Regions from separate parts of the Manis pentadactyla genome. Here region 1 is linked to region 2. The links are chromatin contacts, called in public Hi-C maps. All regions are on one chromosome and are shown on one strand. Each heading gives the region's core, a stretch centred on a gene start, on an enhancer-like site or on the middle of the called end of the contact. The rest is flanking DNA. Distances are from core to core; before and after follow the strand shown.

Region 1 (7,120 bases), core at 3,132-5,631, 370 kb after region 2:
CCTCGTGCCAGCACCCGGCTCGTCCGGCCACCTCCGCCCGGCTCTGTCTCCGTCTCACCCTTGCCCACCCCCTCACTATCTCAGGCTGCATCATCACTGTCTGCCTACTTTATCTGCTTCTCTTTGTTTCCATTCGTGCCTCTAGATCATCTCCAAAGCCATTGAGGTTTGAGGACATGAATAGAAATTTTATTTTATAATTACTATTAGGCAGCATGAAACAAACATTAGCACAGCTAGGGAAAAATACAGGCAGGCTCCTGAAAAGCAGAATGAAGTTATGCTCCACTGTGGATGGTTCTGTCTGACCCCCATGGTGGCTGCTCCTTGCGGTGGTTTCTGGGGAGGCCTGGGGGTCCTGGTCCCCTCAAGTTTCCATCAGTCCCAGAAAATTTACAGTACCGCTGAAAACAGTGTGTTTGCTATGAGAACACAACCACACTGTGAGTCTCTGTACCCCATTCCCACCTACTGCCCATAAGCCCCACCCATGTACAAATTGGGGCCTCCAAATCTTGTAACAGGAGCCATGTGCTCTATGCTGGGCTCATTGTCTTCTCTCCAGCCTTTAGCACAAACGGGCTGGAAGGCTCCGTTTGCTCATTCATTCATTCATTGCTGGGCACAGCACATGCTGACAGTTATCTAACACACATTGGATGACAATAGAAAGCAGCAGAGGGGGCCCAGGACACCTTATTGGAAACAGTATCTATCAGAGGTGGCTGTGACACGTCAAAGGCATACAGCATAGCTGTCCAGAGCTGAGTCCACAGGCAGGAGGGACCCTCAGGGCGGGAGGGATGGAGTCAGGTTTTGTGGACAGGTGGGTTTGTGCTGGGGCTGGAGGGGGTGTAGGAGATGGACAGCTGGTGAGCAGAGGACTGGCATGGGACCTGGCCAGCAGAACCAGAAGCACAGCCTGGGTCTCTGTGATGAATGGCCCAGGTGGTATGTCTGACTAATGCGCAGAGGGCAGGCGGTATGTGTGCTGAATGTCAGGGCTGCCCACCGACTTCAAAAGAAATGCCTGGAAATGCAAACATGGTACACAGCATACAAACCACTGTGAGAAAGTCACACATGGAGCCATTCTAGGACACATTCAGTAAGAGGTAACTGCAGACTGAGGTGGCTCATCAGTGATCAGATGTAGGTGACCTCCTGGGCCTCTATCCTGGGACACTCCCAGGCCATAGTGGGATGGAGACTGAAGATCCAGCATCTCCAGGAGCTGGGGATGCCCTCAGGAGGCGACTCCAGGCTTGTGTGCTGGGCTAGCCTCTGGGCCTGTCAGTCTCTGGTCCTGTGCTGGTGGGTCCCCGCCTTGGTCTCATGGGGACAAGAGTGTGGAATAGGCTGGCCTGGGCATATGTGCCCTTCAGTAGTCCTCTGGGTCAGCATCTCCCATAGCCTGTTGGTCCTAACAGACCCTTGACCAGCTTGGTAGTCCAGAGATGAGTGGGGCCTACTTCAAGCAGTGGCCTAATGCTGGAACTTCTCTGACCCCTGCCCCACCGGAAACCAGGAGCAGTTTTCCAGCCTGAGCCCTGCCAGTCCAGTAACAGCATCACTGCACCGGGCATATAGTGAGCACTCTGTAAATATTTCCTGATGGAATTCCCATTTCCCACACCACTGACAGCTGGCTGCCTCCTGGATCCTTGCCCAGGTGGCTTCACCCTCTTCCCCACGCTCCAGGCCTCCACGTAGGCGCAGCTGCACCCCGCCTCACTTCCTGATGCGGAGGAGGCACCCTGTTGGTGTCTTCACTGTGGGCACATCATCCCCCCTGCAGCTCTGGCTAACCTTCCCACCCCTGGCCCCCAGGACCCAGCCTCCGGGGACCCCTGACCTGCTGGTTGCCCCCAGTGGCTGACTGGAAGAGCTTTCAATCAAGGGCAGAGAGCTGATGTGAAGACCTGACTGGGGGAAAACTTGGCAGGAGGAGCAGCAGAGTTACCTGCCCAGACCAGGCCAGCCAGGAAGAGAAAGCTGTCTGAAATACAATTTAATGTGTTTGTCTCTGTATACATTTTTATGTGCATCTAAGTTTATCTATGAGGCATCTTTGTATGAATGTACTGATATATGTTCATATACTGGCTGAATGGATTTTTTTCCTATTGTCCCATCTACTTTTTTCCAAGTCAGCATGTCTTGGTGTATAAAGTCCCAAAGCTTGGGAATCAGATCTGGGAGGTGGGGATGAGCAGCCCTGAGAGGCACTGGAGGCATTCCCATGGAGGCAGGACAACCACTTTGGCTGCTGAGGGCATTGCAGCATCACATGAGGGGTGGGGCTAGCTGCCCCTGAGGTCCCTTTAATCCCAGAGAATCTGATAGTAACCTAGTGACCCAGACACCTTTACTGCTGCGGCTGCTTGATGCACTTAGATGGTGTGACTTTGTGGTGATGTGGCATCATGTTCGTGCGGATGGCCTCTAGGCAGTGAGGTCTAATAACTGTGTGCTCCTGGGCACATCTTTGCCTCAGTTTCCTCATCTGTAAAATACCACAGTTATAGCCATTAAGGGTTGTCATGAGGATGGAGGCGCTCACAAATGCGGAAGCCCTTGGGGTGTGGCATGCAGGTGCTCAGCCAGTGCTGGTGGCTGTCCTCAAGGCTCACATGGTTCTGGTCGGGGGATACGGTCAGAAGCACCCAGGTCTTCAGACTACCCACCTGGCTCTAGGGGTCAGTCTCAACTGTATCTCCAGCTCCCAGCCTTGCTCCTGACCTAAAATTCCCCTGATGGAGGGAGGCACTCATGCCCTGGAAGGTCTATTCCACAGTCAGTTCAGCTGGATTCAGGGCCACCCTGGCCAGACCTCATTCCCACTCTGACAGCTTTGGCCTCAGCCAGGGTTCCCCCAGCTGGGCCTGTGGAAGACACAGACAATTAATACCAAATTTTGAGGCGTCCTTTTTTCCTGGACCAGCCAGTGACACTCTCCTTTATTCCCTAAACTAACCAGAGTCTGAGAAATGTTCACAAGTTGCCAGGCTGGGGAGGATGAGGATTTGCCTGTCAGGGACTTAGCAGCCTGCTTCTGGGTTGTGCAAATAAAGCTGATGCAAATGAAGCGGCCATTCCTGCGCCTTCTCCCTTTGACTGGACTTCCTTCCTGGAGGAAAGAGCCAGGCTTACTCCTCAGTTGCGTTTCTGGTGTGAGTCCCTTGCCAGGCGGCTTGCCCCAGGCCAACCTTTCCACCCAGGAGGCCCCACACTTGGTCTCATTTCCGCACAGCAAGGGGTTGGGGGTCCCCATTAATCTACCACAGGGGCTCCACCTGGGTGTGGACAGGAAGCCTCAGAATTATAGTCTGCAAACTGTAAGGGATTATCAGATCCAAGTCCATTATTTCAAAGATGAGAAAACTGAAGACAAAGAGAGAGAGAGTTGTTAAGAGCACACTGGCTGAGGGGCACATGCTCACCCCCAGAAAAAATACCTGTAGAATGGTCTCAATGGTCCATCAGCTCTGCCTTTTTCAATGAGTTTTCAGTTTTGAGAGGGCTGAGAATCTCCATGCAGTGCGCCCTCTGGAAAGGGCATTTTACTTAGCAGACCTTACCATCTTACCTTTATTATTGGGGGAAATCTTGGCAGCCCCAAGTTGTTGTACCTTTGGGCTTGGACTTGGGAAGAAAGGAGCCCTGAGAAGCGTCACCCCTCTCTGGGAGGGGTCCTCAGGGAGAGGGGGTAAGTAGGGGATGAAAGGAACGGGGCTGTGGGCCCCAGGAAAAGAAGGGTGGGTCCTTCGGCTGCCTCTAAGGGGCTTAGCCTCTCCCTGGCCCCATAAACCTGCAAGCTATGGGACCCTGAAACATGTAAAACCTGAGATGCTGACTCAGTAAGAGTTAGGGACTCATTTGCATAATATTTCTAGGGTGATTTAGCATGTCAGTCCAGCTTGACGGTAATAAAAACAGCCTTGTTTTTGACCCATGCCTCCTGTAACTCTCTTTCCAATGACCCTAATGCTTGCTCAAGCACTTACTGTTTGTCACACTTGTAATGATCATCTCATTATGTTCCTTGCTCATGCTAAGCACCAGCAGTTCAAAGATGAAGCCAGTCTGTAGCCCCCTGGGGGGTCAGGCCTGTGGCTTAAAGGTAGGTGGGTATTTGGAGGGCATCGCCCAAAGATAAGCCCATGCATGCTCCTAATTTAGACAGAGAATCCCCCAAACTAGGCCCACACGCTGTGCCTGCTTTCACGACCTATTTTCTAGCTACAAAGAGCTAGCATTACCTGTTCTAAACATCTGGCATTACCTGCCGGCTGAGTCACCTTCCCTCCAGCTTCAAACAGCTGTTGGATTCCACCCTCTCTCCACCTCCTACCCATCTGCGGTCCCTCCCTCCCCTCTTTTCTTCCTGGATGGATCTGGAGGTACCAGAGCCACAAGTTCTGATGTTTTTAAAAGGACCAGCCTGGGAAATAAGGTTCATTTGAGAGCTGAGACATTCACCTTGACTCTAGTAGAAGTCCAACAGCCAATCCCCTTTTGGCTCCAACTGGGCAACATGAAGACTGGTGTGTCCCTGATAGTGGCCATGCTCTGCGGCCTGGCCTGGGCTGGTGAGTTGCTGTCTGATGGGGGTGGGAGGGGTCCTGCATAAAGAAGCAGAAAGTTGGGGAACTTGGTAGAGGGGAGGGCAGTGGGACAAGGGAGAGTCAGCTCTATCCTAAAGCCCCGTGGCTTAGACCTGCCCTTGTCTGAGGTCGGGAGTTGCCTCTGGAGTGGAGCCGACTGTGTAAAGGGAGTTGCAGGACTGAGGCCTAATGGTAGGGATACCTTGGAAGGCCGGCCACAAACATCCTTTAGTCCACCCTGACTTTTGATCTCACTAAGACTTTGTTTTCCCAAGCCACTTATGGGATAAAGCTGGGGCTGCCCTTGCCACTCCCTCCAGTGCTAGGGATAGGTGAGGTGTTCTGGGTACATTTTCTCAGGGTGAGGAGCTGGGCAGGCTCAGGAAGAAACTGGAAAAGCCTTGACCGAGGTGGGCCGCATGCTACCTGGGGATGCACGAGAGGTCAGAGGAATTTGTCCCAGTGTTAGGGGAGTTAAAGCACAGAGAAGAGCCTGTTACTAGAGGTACAGGGAGGGAACCAAAAGAAAAGGAACACTTTCCTGCTTCATAGCTGGGTGAGATGCAGGTGCTGGTGTGTTAGGTGGTGGCTAATGGGTGGGTGGGAATGAGTGCCCAAGGAAGAGGCGGAGCTGAGGGGTGGAGGGAGAATCCTCCCCTGCCCAGAGAAGAACGAATCAGAGCTTGATACGCATCCCACCCAACCCAGGTTGTTCCTACATAGGACTGTTGTAAGGATTAAGTAAGATAATGCGTCAGAAGCACCCCACATGTGAAATCTCAATGTACTGTGGTTTTGATTTAAATATACGATTATTTATATATTTTTATATAAATAATATGTACATTTTAGAGTCATTTCTGGAAAGGTTGTGGATAAGGAGACCTTAATGGGATTCCTAAATGGAAAACTGTGCTGGGGAGAGCTGTTCCCAGTCCTCCCAACACAGGATGGAATTGGGTATCTCTACTCCAGCCCGCCTGCGGAGCAGCCAAGAATCAGCTCTGCCAGGGCTCTGGGTGGCCGAGAGCCTGTGGTAGAGAGGGGTGTGCACACGTAAGATATTCTACCTTAATGTGAAGGAGTGGCAGCTGGACTGGCACATCCCAGCCTCAGGAGAGGAGGGCAACTCCAGACATTTGGACTCCGGGGAAGTCAGGGTCCAGTGGGTGATGCTTCCTGCTTTCCTAAGATGGGAGGGAAGAGGCTCTGCTCCTGTCTAGCCTATTTCCGACATCTCAGAACTCAGATGCAAGAACATGAACCCCATGGAGGAGTCACTGCCAGCCTCAAGTCTTTGGCTGTTTCGAGTGAACTGAGGCAGGATGCTGGTCCTGAAAATGACTCTTCGTGGTTGACTAAGTCTTCACGGAAACGGCGTGTGGGGCATGGATGCTGGAGCCCCCACCATCAGAAGGCTGAGCGCCGACACGGCAGGGACATCCAGGCTTGGGGCCAGGCTCTTTCACTGGGCAGTATGGGTAGGGAGTGGGCATTCCAGCATGTTGGTTTTGGAAGGTACGGAAACATTTAGCATTTCTTGGGAAACGGGGTGGCTAAGCTCTTCAGTGGGGAATGGAGGGAGAATCTGAGAGAAAAGAGGCCCAAATGAAGAAAGGCAGGGAGTCAGAGAGATGAGGCCGAGGGACAAAGGACCGACATGTGCTGGAGCAGCGATTCAGGTGCCTGGCTGGTGTGCAAGGCACATGGAGTGTTTGTGTGAGTGGGTGATACAGGGCAGGGGTGCCGGAGTGAAGAGTCAGGGTGCCTAGTCACCTGAGTGTCCCCAGAACAGCATGGTGAGGTGCCTATTAGGAGAAGTCCATCCCACCCCTCCCCTTAGCCCTCTACTTCCAAGGTCATCTTGAGGCAGACCAAGCTTACAGGGAAGTGTGAAGAGTCCCTGGAAGGGACTTCTTGTTAGGGACAAAGTTCTTGAACAGAGATGAGAAAGTCCACTCATTGGGCCAGTGCAGGGTGTTCTGAGCACCACAGAGCTGGCTATTCACTTGCCAGCCCTTCTCAACTGGTGCCAACTGCTGGAATGGAGTGAATTCTTTCCTTGGACTCTGCTGATCTGGCCCATTATAAATCTCGCCCTGATTTGTCTGAATTCTCTCCTTTGGATTCTGGGTGTACTGCCAGGCTGACTGGGCAGGCAGTGGACAGAGCCTTCCTCAAGGACTGAAAATTGCTCCTTAAGATCTTTGCATTCAGGTTCCAGTGGAGCATCATTTAAGATTCAAGAGGAGTTCCCCAGGGCTTGAAGGGCCAAGTGGCCTTAAGCCTGTTTTTTTCTAGGGACAATACACTGGATCAGAGGCCTGCTTTCCTAGCTGAATTGGAGGCCTTGTACACAAGTGTGAAATTGCCTCAGGACCTGGGTTAACTTTACCTCTTTGATGTAAAGAACACAGACTCAGCAATGATGTCAGTTAGTAACATAAATGCGCTGACACCCTGGCCCAAGGGATGGCCCAGCTGAGACCCAGCGAGGTCAGGAATGCTGCCAG
Region 2 (6,361 bases), core at 196-2,695:
ATCAAATCAAGGCTTCTCAGAAAAAAATTTCCTTCAAAGCTGCAGGAACTGTGGATAGTATCCGAGTTCTTCACTTCAAAACCCTAAGGCTGTACAAAATGATAAAGAAACAAAAAATTAGATTAAAAATAATTGGCGAAATGTTGATTTGTTAAATATAGGTGATGAATATAAGGATATCATAATAGGATATAATCATACTATTCTTTCTAGTGTTTTGGTAAGCTTGACCATTTTTATAATATAAATAACTTTTAAAAACTAAAGCTAGGAGTCAGCACTGTCTTTACCATGCTCTAGGAAGGAGGCACCAGAAGCAAAAATGAAACAGGAACTGTGTAGGCTTTGCCATCTTCTAATTAATCCTTCACAGGTCCCACAATATGGTAGTATTCTAATAGCCGTAAAGGTGTTCTTATTTGGACTAGGGAGTAAAAATTTTGGAAGTTGAATTTTTTGCTTAGGAATTAGGTGGATTCAGAATTTATAGAAATAGAAGGATATTTAAAGATTATTTCAGCCAATTCCCTCATTTTACAAATGAGAAAACTGGTGCCCAAAGAAGTGGAATGAAGGAACTATCAGTCTCAGAGCCGGGCACATGACACTGAGCAAGAGCGGCCAAGGCATGGAACCTCAGAGAAGGGGGCTGCCGCCCTGCAGGGACAGTGCTTTCATCTGCTGCTCCTTGGCCCCTATCATTTCTGCTGTGTACAGGGGGGGAACCTCCTCCTTTTGTTCTGAGGATTCTCTGAGACAGAGCAGTGGACCCACTAGAGCTAGACTTAATAAGATGAAATCCAGAGAAGCAGTTACCAACCCCTCAACAGGTCTTACTGGATCTAGAGAGTGGGTGACTTAGCAGCCTGGACCAATAGCATCGTTGAATGGAATTTACTATATCTCTGAGTCTTATCTGATTAATTCCCCAGCCAAGTAAGACCCAAGGGGAGATCCTTAGGGGAGAATATACCACTGGGCTATTAATGTGAGTCACACAGTTCTAGACACATGCATGGGAGTTTGAGAGGTTCTGACTTAAATTAAGTTAAGTCTGGACAAGATGTGTATGTAGGTGGCTTGGTTTTTCCTATGATCTTCTCTGCTGGCTGCCAGAAAGGATTTATGTTCACAGAACAAATCCCCTCTCCCAGGCCCCCGTCATTTTGGATCAGCACCAACACAAGTATCTCTTGCCTTTGTGTTTGGAGGTTCAAATGTTCTTGACGCCCTAACAGATTCTGGTTTAGAAGCAATGGCAGTGGGCACAGAATCAAACTGTTTCCATTTGCTGAGTTGCATCAAATGCTACAGGGTAGCTTTGCGGGTGGGCGAACCCTAGCCTCCACATAATTTCATTCAGGTTCCTTCAAGCTTTCCCAAGTAAATCTTGAATGAAACACAGTGTAGTTGATATGTAGATACAGCTTCAGATCAACTCCCCAGACTCCATCCCAATCCAAGGTCTGCCCTGAAACCCCCTTCCACAGAGCCGCCTATGAGCAAAGCAGCCCTTTAATACAGAGGCTGGGACTGGTGGCTTGCAGGCTGAAAGTTGCCTGATTTTAAAAATGACTGGTTTTGTTGTTTGTTTATTTTAATGTGGACTACATTTGCAGTTTGGGAGAATTCACTTTTGTAGAAAAAACTTGGCATTCAGTTCTTTTGAAAAATTGGACAATCTCACCATAGCAGAGTGGCAGGAGGTAAGAGACACAGTCCTGCATAGAACAAATCCTTTGAGTTTGGACCGCGGAGGAGGCTCGCTTCATAGCAAGTTTTCCCTTCGCTGATGGGTGTTAACTGTCTGGGCGGCGCTGGCCTCTCACACCCGTCAGACTGCTGCTTAGGCCAAGCTTCGGGAAGCAGGTACTGGGCACTTGGTCAAATAGGCTACTGGGTGGATCTCTGCTCGAACGGTAGGCCTGTGTGCGCCACTCTGCCCTTTCCATGTGCTGTGCACCTCTCGCTTCGCTGTGTTCACGCTTTGCTTGCGAAGCCCGTCTCTCCGAGGTGTCGGCATGACTGGGCAGGAAGGGCTGTTAGCATTCACACCTTTCTCAGGCGTCCACAACTGAGTCACACCTTTGGGGCGGTCGTTTTCATCCTTGGCACAGCTCCGTGGAGGGAGGGTGCACAGCACCCAGGAGGCGCCAGAGGAACACAGATGCGTTCCAATACTATGACCAATGCTCTAAGGCTCTTTTCTCTGCCAAGGAACTTCAGTTACTACAAGTGCAGCCTCCCGAGCAGCGGATTAGTGCAGCGAGTCTGGGAGCGACGCGGGCACGAGGCGCGCGGCCGCGCAGCAGAGAGCATGGACGGACCCGGCAGCGAGGCCCGGGACGGGCGCCAGCCCCGCCCTGAGCTTTCTTCGAGGCTGCGTCCGAGAGGGCCACGCTGCGCCTGTGCGCAGAGCCTCTGGGTGAGGAGCGAGCAATCGCCTCAGCGGCCCGTCGAACGGGAACGGTTTCCCAGGTCTGCGCAGGCGCAGCCCCCTACGGACGCTGACCGGCGCGCAGGCGCTGGTCTAGCCGCGCCTCACAGTCCGCACGCCGCGGGCCGCGGGAGACAGCTTCTGTTTCCGGGTCACGCGTTGACAGCGGCTGTCTCCGCCCCGCTCAGCCCCGCGGCCCGGTGAGTGCGGCCCTCGCGGCGGGTACACCTGCCCCGGGCACCCTCGCCCGGGCCTCCACGCCCAGCAGTGCTTCCTCCGCTTCCCTCAGGCTGAGACGTAGCTCCGGGCCCGGGGAGGTCCGGGAGGGAGTCGGTCGGACTTGGGGCTCTCCGAGCGCGCATTGAGCGACCGCCGTGCAGGGCCGGCCCCGGGAGGCCTTCGGGGTTGCTGCGGTCTTTAGGGAGCCCAAGCAGAGAGCGCCGGCACACGTTCTCGCTCGATGCTCTTGCCGTTGGCCCCTCGGCGGGACGGAGCTCGGCGAGTCCGACCGGCAGGCGCGGCGGGGCTGGGGACTGTCGCCGCTTCCGCACTCTGCTCCTTGCTTCGCAGTGAAACCTCTTGTGTTTTCTTTGGATCGGAAGCGACAGCGAGGGAGGGAGACAGGGCTTTCAGCTCCAGCAGAGGAAAGAGGCCACTTGGGGCAAACCGCACGGGCTGCTGTCCAGAGAGAGGCCGAGTTTAGAATTCCTTGACCCTTCCTGACAGTGAATGTGGTCAGTCTGCCGCCAAGCTTCGCTCTTCACCAGCTTAGAGGCGGCAGTCGAGAACAACTAGTCATATGCTGAGTTAGGAGTTATTAGCCTGGAGTCCAAGAGCGCCCCGAAAATGACTGCAGGTTTTAGTTCCTTCAGACTGGCTCAGAAATGGTTAATAGAACCACCACAGTCTAAGCCTTACACTTTAGATGCGCTTGTCTTCTGCCCCCATTCTTGGAATCGCCGACTCAAATGCACCTGTCTTCTTTTTCCTTTTTCCTTGCAGCAAAGAAGTGTGAGATACAAACCCTTGTTTCTGAGTTTAGTGGCTATTGGAGAGACTAAAACATATGCCAAGCTAAACTGTCCAGCAAATTTCAGAGACACATGTAAACAAATGTGTAAGCTTATTCATTCATAATGAAGTAAGGGAGAAAATACCCAATTTTAATCATCGATACCTTTGAATTGAATTTTAAACTTCATTCTGTTCATTAGTACTTTATATACCTTAGACAAAAATAGCTACTGATTAGCAAGATAGAACTATTAGAGTTTATAGGATATTACATAGTGTATAAGGGGATACTCCTTCACAAAACCAAAGCAAAAAGTACATAGTATGAAGAGACCAAAATAATTTTAGGATTTTTCCCTTAGTAATCATCATATGTGTAATGTGTTTAATTATAGCAAGTCTTGAATTTTTTTAGGATCCAAACTAATAAGTTTTACATTAGCTCAAGTATTTATGGAGAACCTGCCATATGCCAAGCACTATTGAAAACACTACTGTATTTACCTCCAAGTTTAAAAAGTATAGTTTAATAAGAACAGGGATTCCCTCACCTAGAGAGCTGATGCTGCATGCTATATTTTCTTTACATTTTTTAATATATGCTTTTTCATAGAAATGCTCCATGTTGTTTGCTATAATTTTGTAGGTTCCCCAACTAGTAGATGGCTCTTATACAGCCAAAATTTTCATCATAGTTGAATTTAAGTATGTTGCATTATTTGCTTCATCCGTCCCAGAACTCTTTATCATGTTGTGGTTCCAGCATACATTTACTCCAGTCTATCTCTCAGTTGTCATGAACAGCCAATTATTAAATTTTTAAATTAATTTCTCACTCTTAAATCTGCTGGTTTTCCTACAGCTGCAAGCATATGTCACTGAACTTTGAATTTTTTTCTAACTTTATATAGATGATGCCAGAGTAATTATAGTTTTGCATTCCTTATTTTAGAATATTACTTCAAATATTTCCCTTTTTTTTTTTCCTTTGCTGAAGACGTTTTAAAGTGTTTCACAGACACCATGTTTTATTAACAGGTGTATTTGCTCCAGAGCCTTTTCCCTCTTTTTGGGCAGGTAGTGATCACTTCTATACACTTTAGTAAGCCAGTCACCAATTTTTTTTTGTAAAATTCTGTGGCTGGCCTTCCATGGGCAAAAAAAAAGAAGACAAGGACCTTGCCTTCCTACTGATTACAAGTATAGATGGTGCAGCAGTTTGAACACAACCATGCTGTGAGGCCAAATGCAACAGATAACCAAAGTGGTGCTGATACCAATGACCACAAAATCCAGAGAAGGAAAAAAGGTTTTTTGGCATCTTTAGCCTTTCAGAATTCCCCTTCCTTGCCTAATCTTGTTTGTAAACCACACAGAGGTCCATGGGGGCCTTGGGGCTTCTTGGGGAAATCCCATGCTACACTAGGTCAGAGAACAGAACTGAGAGTCAGAGCATTTGCATCCAGGTTTAACCAGCTCCCTAAGCAATTATTATAATCTACTACTTTATGATTAAGAAAACGTAATCATTAATGTCTTTGAAATCTGCTTTTATTATTGGGAAGGCCTCAGAGGACTCCTAATCCTAAGGACAGGTATGCTCAGTGATATTGTGAATGCCTAAAACTTCTTTGTTTCAGGCAGTTTGGAGCATGTGAACGTACTCTGAGCCTTGATGAGTTCCAGTATGTGGTATATTATGCAGAGCATTCAGAGCAAATACTCTCTGTCAGAGCGCTTAATCCGAACAATCGCTGCCATTCGTTCCTTCCCGCATGACAACGTAGAGGATCTCATCAGAGGGGTGAGTGTGCTGTTATTGATGAGAGTCTTTTGGGAGAGAAGCAGGAAAGTTCTTGGGAATCCTAATAGATAACAGATTTGAAGCTTTGACTCAGCACAAGATCACAAGGAGTTGTTACAGTCTTCTTAAATATATTAACTTGAGCACTAAAATGTATTTTCCCTGTGTTTTGCTTCTCTTCCTTCCTCCCTTTCACTTTGTGCATCTGATACCTTTATTCCAGGAAGTATGTTCTAGATAACCCTTGTCTGATGTTCTTAATAAAATTTCTGTCTGGATATGGCACTTATGCGATTCAGCAAGCTCAAAGGCTTCTACACCATGTACTAAGAGGGGAAGGAGGCAAGCAAAGCAGAAGTGGTTTTCAAATCCTGTGGTTTATAGTAATTACATGGAGAGCTACCACTTGTCTTCCGTCTTCACAACAGCCACCACTTCTTGTTCTGGAGAGAGTATCAACCCTTAAAATGCATGGTGACTTTTGACTTAAGAAACACCTTAACTGGTATCTAACCACTGCTTTCAGTATTTCTGTCTTATGACTAGGTTCCTAGGTCTTTGATACCTTTTTCTGTATGTTATTCCTGTTGAGGAAAAGTTATAGGGTAATTTTTTGATTGCTAGAAAATACATCCAAATGGTTACTTCTATATATTCTTTTTAACAACTTTAGCATCTTTATTGACAGCCTGGAGCTCTAGCTGCTTCAGAGCTGTGCACAGAAAAAGTCATACATCAGTGGTATCAAAAGACCCAGCAGTAGAAACTGTCACGTTCCAAGTCTAGCTCTACTGCGGAGCCAGGCAGTAGACTGACTGCGGAATCTGCACCTCCTTTATCACACTTGAAATGGACATACAGGCAGGGACTAGATGGCAGGGAATGCTGATACTAAAAGGCTGCTTTGGAGAGGTTTAAAAACAAAAAGGTAATGCTAAAATGACCTCACTAGTAGTTAGGCAAAAAGAGCATGACAGTTCCTTGGCTTCAGTCTGACGGATTCACCATCCTGGTCTTTACAGAGCATCATGGCCATAGGTATACTGCCTTTCCAGCTTTACTGCCTGGTAATAAGGTTACCACTGCTTCTACCAAAAGGTTATGTC

Evidence for each region. Hi-C and Micro-C count contacts between places; a contact is called where the count stands out from the background.
Region 1: a contact with region 2 is called in a Hi-C map of fibroblasts, with 4 times the contacts expected there. The contact joins the promoter of ENDOU here to the promoter of ASB8 in region 2. A contact is called at or near these places in 2 of 3 Hi-C or Micro-C datasets (fibroblasts and skin fibroblasts).

The regions. Positions count from the first base shown.
Region 1 is chr10:105,796,035-105,803,154 of mManPen7.hap1, forward strand. ENDOU (endonuclease, poly(U) specific) reads left to right here and starts at 4,382. Exons shown (of 10, transcript XM_036904717.2): 1 at 4,382-4,592. The coding sequence starts at 4,538. It overlaps RAPGEF3 (Rap guanine nucleotide exchange factor 3), which reads left to right. Exons shown (of 28, transcript XM_036904707.2): 28 at 1-2,031.
Region 2 is chr10:105,428,078-105,434,438 of mManPen7.hap1, forward strand. It overlaps ASB8 (ankyrin repeat and SOCS box containing 8), which reads left to right and starts at 1,446. Exons shown (of 4, transcript XM_036904744.2): 1 at 1,446-2,637; 2 at 5,096-5,255. The coding sequence starts at 5,127.